Linked DNA regions of Mus musculus: region 2 is linked to region 1. Evidence: chromatin contacts called from public HiChIP or PLAC-seq data. All regions are on one chromosome and are shown on one strand. Each heading gives the region's core, a stretch centred on a gene start, on an enhancer-like site or on the middle of the called end of the contact. The rest is flanking DNA. Distances are from core to core; before and after follow the strand shown. Region 1 holds the start of Tfeb (transcription factor EB). Region 2 holds the start of Foxp4 (forkhead box P4).

Evidence for each region. HiChIP or PLAC-seq counts read pairs in DNA pulled down with a chosen protein or histone mark.
Region 2: an H3K4me3 HiChIP or PLAC-seq map of embryonic stem cells shows a contact between it and region 1, with 24 read pairs. The contact joins the promoter of Foxp4 here to the promoter of Tfeb in region 1. A contact is called at or near these places in 14 of 39 promoter capture datasets (the 3T3-L1 cell line, the C10 cell line, the HPC-7 cell line and 9 more), 1 of 15 datasets of contacts at CTCF or cohesin (CD8 T cells), 14 of 484 Hi-C or Micro-C datasets (Sertoli cells, cerebellum, cerebral cortex and 7 more), 20 of 115 datasets of contacts at active chromatin or transcription factors (the SCID.adh cell line, bone marrow-derived dendritic cells, craniofacial prominence and 13 more) and 5 of 9 other capture datasets (adipose tissue, embryonic stem cells, embryonic tail and 2 more).

What each region holds. Positions count from the first base shown.
Region 1 is chr17:47,783,872-47,787,385 of GRCm38.p6, forward strand. Tfeb (transcription factor EB) reads left to right here and starts at 1,873. Exons shown (of 8, transcript NM_011549.3): 1 at 1,873-2,325; 2 at 2,407-2,661; 3 at 3,060-3,140. The coding sequence starts at 1,939.
Region 2 is chr17:47,923,333-47,926,460 of GRCm38.p6, forward strand. Foxp4 (forkhead box P4) reads right to left here and starts at 1,300. Exons shown (of 17, transcript NM_001110825.1): 1 at 874-1,300. Gm46601 (a long non-coding RNA gene) reads right to left here. Exons shown (of 3, transcript XR_003952247.1): 2 at 2,587-2,701; 3 at 2,142-2,482.

The sequences.
Region 1 (3,514 bases), core at 623-3,122:
GCTGGTAGCTGCTACAGGATGGGGGAAGGGTAGGTTGTCATTGCCTGGGTTGTTGGGGGCTTCCCTGTAGAGCATGGGCTGCTCAGGCCCCTTCACTGGGCAGAGCATGAGAGAAGATGCAGTGCTGGCCTCTGCATGCAGCAGGACACACAGGACAGTGGGTAGTCTCACTCTATTACAGAGCTGCTTAGATAGTGGCTGGAGTCTTGATTGCAGATATGGGACCTAGGCTCCACTCCTGGTTCTGGATCAACCAGTTTCCCAACTGGGAACAACTCTGCCCCCCAGGCTTCCCCTTCCCAGCATGGGGTAGACCAGATGTCCCAGCCCCCAGGCCTCCCTTCCCCAGCATGGGGTAGACCAGATACCTGGGGTGGGGTCCTAGCTTTGTCCTGCACTGTGCCTCTGATTTCCCTTCTTTATGAAAGACTGTGGTTTGTAATTAAGCAAGGGCCTCCAAACAGGGCTGATGGAGGCCTTGGATGCCGGGTTTGAAGACGCTAGCTAGATTGTACCAGTCTCATGTACTCAGACTGCCAGGCACTGCACAAAGCTGCCAGTTTTTACTAAATGCAGAGGAAGATAAACTGAGGCTCCAGGATTATAGCTTGACCAAGGTCACATAACAAAGAATCAGCGAGCGCTCTGCTCCACCAGCCCTTTGGGGAAGCCGTTGCTCAATCATGAAGTCATGCCTTGCCAAATCCCTCTAGTCCCTAACTGTACTGTCATGGTCTCAGATACGGCCAGACCAGTGCCTATCAGTCTTGGGCTGTCCCTGAGAAGTCACTGGGTTCTGCTCTTTCCTTTGTGGCCTAGAGAGGGGAAGGGACTTGGTTACTGTCACTCATTGAGCTAGAGACAGAGCGAGCATGCCGAGTTGCCTGCCCCCCTTCAGCCTTGGTTGGGGCCTCAGCCACACCTTCCCACAGTGGGTCAAGCTCTGAGCTCCGAGCAGTGAGGAGCCCTGAGGTGGTGATTCTCTGCCTGTGGGTCTTCCTTTCTCTCGCCGACTTTGGGCGCCAGGAGCCAGGGACGGGGTACATCTCCAGTGCCTGGTTCATGGATAATATCCATTCTCATTTGCTTCATGCAATGGCTTCTTTCTGTCTCCCATGACCCAACGGCTAGAGGCCGAAGGTCTAGCAGTAAACAAACAGATGAAATGTGTCCCCTCAGGGGACTTGCATTCCTAGTAAGGGACAGACATGGAATAACAATAACAAACGTAATAAGAAGCAAAAAAAAAAAATATGTTCTGTCCTAGATGGTGGCATCTGATATAGAGAAGCAAGGTGGTGGTGGTATGCCATTTTAGCACAGTGGTCCTGAAATGGCACTCTGAGGTGACATTAGAGTCTCTCGGAGGAGGTGAAGAAGTGAGCCTTGATGGTATCTGTGTAAAGAACATTCCAGGTGGAGGCAACAGCAAGTGCAAAGGTGGGGGGGGGGGACGGTGGGGGGCGGAGAAAGCATGCCTGGAGTGTTTGAAGGATAGTTTAAGGCTGGGGGTGTGGCTGGAGCAGGGAGAACAAGGGAGAGAAGCATGTGTTGGGGGCGGGAAGTCTATGGGGGACCATGAGGGTGCAGCAGATTACAGAGGACCATTTAGGCTGGGTTTAAGGATTTAGGCTTTTGTTCCGATGAACTGGGAGCTATGGAGAGTTGGGAGCAGACAGCAGGGCAGGAACTAACAGGATGATGGAGCTACTGTGAGCAGATGGTGGGGGAGGAGCACGGAGGAGCATCTGGAGGCTCCTCAGGCCCTGAGGAGGCGTGGTGCAGGCTGGCCTGGGGAGGGGCGGGAGAGGGGGCCGGAGCTGAGGCCAGGTATGAAATACTCAGGATGTGGATGTGACAGCGAGGGGTCAGGTGGACTCCTGCAGTCACTGAAGGACAGTGTTCACCTCTGGTCTAGAACTCAGGGAACTTGGGTTCATGGCTCAGCTCGCTCAGTGGTCTTGGGCAAATCCCTTCTGCCCGGACTCAGTTTCTCCTTGTGCACAATGGGAGCAACCATACTTATGCCAGCCTGTGCTTAAAGACTACGAAGATGATGAATACTTCATGGGCCTGTCTCCCCTCGACTACAGGGAGCCCGAACCAACAGCTGCCATGGCGTCACGCATCGGGCTGCGCATGCAGCTCATGCGGGAGCAGGCCCAGCAGGAGGAGCAGCGAGAGCGCATGCAGCAGCAGGCTGTCATGCATTATATGCAACAGCAGCAGCAGCAGCAGCAGCAGCTGGGTGGGCCCCCCACCCCAGCCATCAACACCCCTGTCCACTTCCAGTCGCCCCCGCCTGTGCCCGGGGAGGTGCTGAAGGTAAGGCCCCTGCCTCTCCCATCCCTGCTCCCTGTAGAGGAGTCCCTGCCCCCTCCACAGCTGTGCCTTCCCCCTCCCCAGGTGCAGTCCTACCTGGAGAACCCCACCTCCTACCACCTGCAACAGTCCCAGCATCAGAAGGTTCGGGAGTATCTGTCTGAGACCTATGGGAACAAGTTTGCTGCCCACGTGAGCCCAGCCCAAGGTTCCCCGAAGCCTGCCCCAGCAGCATCCCCAGGGGTGCGGGCTGGACACGTACTGTCCACCTCGGCCGGCAACAGTGCTCCCAACAGTCCCATGGCCATGCTACATATCAGCTCCAACCCCGAGAAAGAGGTGAGCGGGGTGGGGGGGGTGGGGGTAGGGGTTCCGGCTTGGTGTCAGTTGTTTGGAAATAGTCTGGCCCTCATGGCAGACCTGGGGGTGTTTCTTTATGGGCCTCTAGCCTGAGGGAGACACAGCCGCCCTAGTCTGAAGAGAGTTGCTATCTTCTTGCAACTCTGCTGGGGACAGGGCAGACTCACAGAAGTGCTTTCCCAGCCCGGGAAGGTGTGTCAAGAACTCCCTGTCAAGGGATTCCTGGGGACAAGCCTCAGGCTCGGCTGTAGGACGCTCCTCTTGTCATTTCCTCCTCCTCCAGATGAGCAGGTTGGGTGAGGTGGCAGGGGGGCAGCTGCCCCTCTCTAGGTGGGCCGACCCCAGATGGAAACGACATGGACGTTTCTCTCTTCTAGTTTGATGATGTCATTGACAACATTATGCGCCTGGACAGCGTGCTGGGCTACATCAACCCTGAGATGCAGATGCCTAACACGGTACTTTTCGGGCTGGACGGGAGGGGGACGGCACACACAGTGGCTCCCTGGCTGGGGTGAGCTCTCAGGGCAGAGCTGGTGTCTCTGTGGAGGCAACAGTCATCTCCATTGAATACTGTGACAGGGATTCAGGGTGCAAGTAGAACTGAGTCAAGGCATACTGGGGATGCTTGGGAGACAGAGCTGGGCAGAGGCAGGCGCATTTCTGTGACCACAGGACCCTTCCACAGGAAGTCTCGTCTGCCTGATTATTCTCTGGGTCTCATTGGCTTGGTTGGGGAGGGGAGGCATAGGTAGGTAGCAGATGAGCCAGGTTTGGAATCAGGAAACCTGAGGTTTGTCATGACCTTGGGAAGTCCCGCCACGATTTTGAC
Region 2 (3,128 bases), core at 50-2,549, 140 kb after region 1:
TCACACTACCCCGCAGGAGCTCTGTCCGAATGAGGAGGGTATCCACTAGATTAGTTCCCCACCGATCAGCTCCGGCGCACGTAAATAAATAAATAAATAAATAAATAAATAAATCACAGGGGCCATTACCAGTCTCTCTCAAGTCCCCAAGAAGTTTTCCGCTTTATCTCAGATCTGATTAAGAGATGCGGGAGTGGGGGGGGAGGTTGACTAGTCTCAGCACTTTCGAAGTGTGACCTCCACAAACCAAGGCGATGAGGTGTTTGAGATTGTTGCCCCCCCCAACACACACACCAACACACACACACAGACTCAAGTCTTTCTGTTTGTCCTGGGGAGTCCCGTGCAGACTGGACTTGGGGGGATCCCAGTTCACCACTTCCCTTCCCGGCTCAGGAAAGTCCGGGCCGGGAAGTATTCTTTGTCTCACTCCGGGAGGGGGGGTCGCGCCCCCTAACACCCCATTCCCAGCAGCGAGGCCAGGAGGGGGCGGAGCCCAGATTCTTGGGGCAGGGCGGGCCTCAGTGGCTTCTCCAAGCCGCCCCCCCTCCGCCCCGGCCAGCTTCCCGCTGCCCCCCAGCCCCGCGCCTCAGCCCCCACCTGTTCCCCAGACAGCTCCGATCGGCTGGGGGCCCGGGCCGGGGGCAGGGTCTCTCAACTCACCAGGGTCAGTGCTCCGCGGCCGGCCCAGCTGGAACAAAGTGCTCCGGCCCGGGGCCGGGCTCCTCCGGCGGCCGACGCGCCTCGGGCGGGCAGTTTGCAAACACAAAGTGAGCCGGGGAGCAGGCGAGAGAGTGAGCGAGCTAGGGAGTTGGACGAGTCCCCGGCCCAGCCCCCACCCGGATCCCTGGGGTCCCTGAATCGGCCACCTACCTGTCCGGCCCGGCCGCTCAGTGCGGGCTCCGGCCCGTCAGCCCGCACGGGGCATGGGGCTCGCTCGGGTCGCAGCCCGGGCCCGCCGCCACTCGCCGGGGCTGCCCCTGCGCTCCGAAGCGATCTTTCTAGCGCCGATCGCCGCGCGCCTTAGCCCCTTGGGGGCATCGCACTTTGGAGGATGGCTTGGCTCTCTCCAGCTTCCGATCGTCCTTCCCCGGGCTCCGGCGACGCTCCTGAGCTCGCTCCGGCTCCGGGGCTCCGGGACCCCGGCGTCCCCGCCCCCGGCCCAGCCCTGGTTCCGGCCCGGGCTCCTCCCCGCCGCGCCGCGGCCGCCTGCGCCGCGCCCTGATCGCGTGTTGGGGGGCTCCGTCCCGGCAGCTGGTGGCACTGTCCGGTCCGTAGGGGCGACCGGCTCCGGACTCCGAGGGGCTGCGACTGAGCCCCGGCTGCGAGTGGCTGCGAGCGATCGGCGCGCGGGCGGGGCACACCGGGCGGGGGGACCGGAGGGGTGGAGGGAAGGAGGGAGCGCGCCGAGCGACAGGGAGGAGGGAGCGAACGAGCGAGCGGCGGAGGGAGGGGAGACTAACTTCTAGTGCTACCATAATTCGCCTAAAGCAGGTGCAGCCACTTTTCCCCCTGAGAGGCGGCCAGCGGCAAGCCGAAGAGGACCACGTGGACCAAACTTTGGGGAAGGAAAAAATGGGGACGTGGGGCTACCGATCTGCCAAAGTCGATAGGCCGTAGAGTTTCACAGTGGACTGGGGACCCATCCGATGGGAGGCTTTATTAACTCTGGCCTTTTCCTGGAACCTGGAGGTACGGCCAAGTCCTGCTGGCACACGGTTCACTGGTTTCGGGCGGGCTGCGCCTGGCGCGGGGAGTGGTCAGGACCCCCCCCCCCCCAGTCCGAAGCCGACGTCCAGCGCGGGCCCTGCCGCGCCTCCCTCTGACTCCCCACTGTGTGGGGGCTGGGGCTGGGGAGGCTCTTTCTGGGCTTTGTGAACAGTCTTTTCTCCCATCCCGGCGCGCACGCGCTGCCGCCTCGGTCTGCAAAGGGGAATTTCCTATAAAGTGCTGTGAGAACCGATGGAGAAAGGGCTTCAGGCTGGATCCACGCGGGCCAAGCACAGAGCAAAGTCGAGGCAATTATCTGAACAAATTAGATTGTAAACAAAACTTGGCGTCCCTGAATACCGCTTGTGCCCAGGGGGACCGTGAGGATGGGGGTGGGGGTGGGGTTGGGGACGCTGGTGTGTGTTTGGGTTGGGAGGGGGAAGTCCGGGCACGGAAAGGCCCAGGTTCCGAGGGGGAGGACTAAATTGGGTAGCAGGAGCCAGGCTCAGACTGGTGGAGAACTGAGAGAGAGAGAAAAAAAATCCTCCCACTCTCTACCCAAACATCTTCCCTTTCGGGTGTGTGAAGAGGTGAGGGGCACGCCTCAGGGACCCTCCGTGTTTGGCCCACCCTGCCCAGAGAAGTTATGGGTTGAGCACAGGAAGGCAGTGACTCTGGGAGACCCTGTTGGCTTCGGGTTACCTTGAGGCAGGTGACCAAGGGCAGGCAGACCCCATGGAGGATGAACTGGGTAAGGACTGGGCCTGGTTTCCTGGGGATAACATATTTTGGAGAAAACTCTTAAAAAAAAAAAAAACACAACAACAACAACAAAAACGGGTTTCTGAGATAACAGCTTAAGCAATTTCTGCTCACCTATTCTGCCCCTTTTCCGTGGGCCAGGAGCTGAAAGGTGGTAGTTACAACCCAGCTCTGAAGCATCTCTGTTTGCGCAAGTGGACAGACACAAAGAGGGCAAACATAGACCCTGCTGAAATTTGGAGACACACAGATGTCAAGCTGGATAGGGCTGCTGTGCAGCTTGTTTAGGTATTTGCGTTGCGGGATGCGTTGAGCAAATCGCCTCCGGAAGTGCTAAACACAAGCTCTCCCACCTAGCCACGCCCACAGCCCAGCTCTTTTATTTGGACTGCATGGTGACCGGTCCAGTAGAAATGAAACTCAAATGACAGTAGGTGTAGTGGCCAGCTCTTGGGTGGTAAGGGCAGAAGGTTCAGCAGTTCAAGGTCATCTTTAACGACAGATGGGGTTCCAGGCCAGCTTGGGCTACAAGAGGCCCGGTTTCAAAAATCCAAACCAGTGCTGGTCAGATTGCTCAATGGATAGAGACACCTATCAATTCCCTAAAGTTGGACCCTGGGACCCACATCTTGAAAGTATTCTCTTGGGCGGTTAAG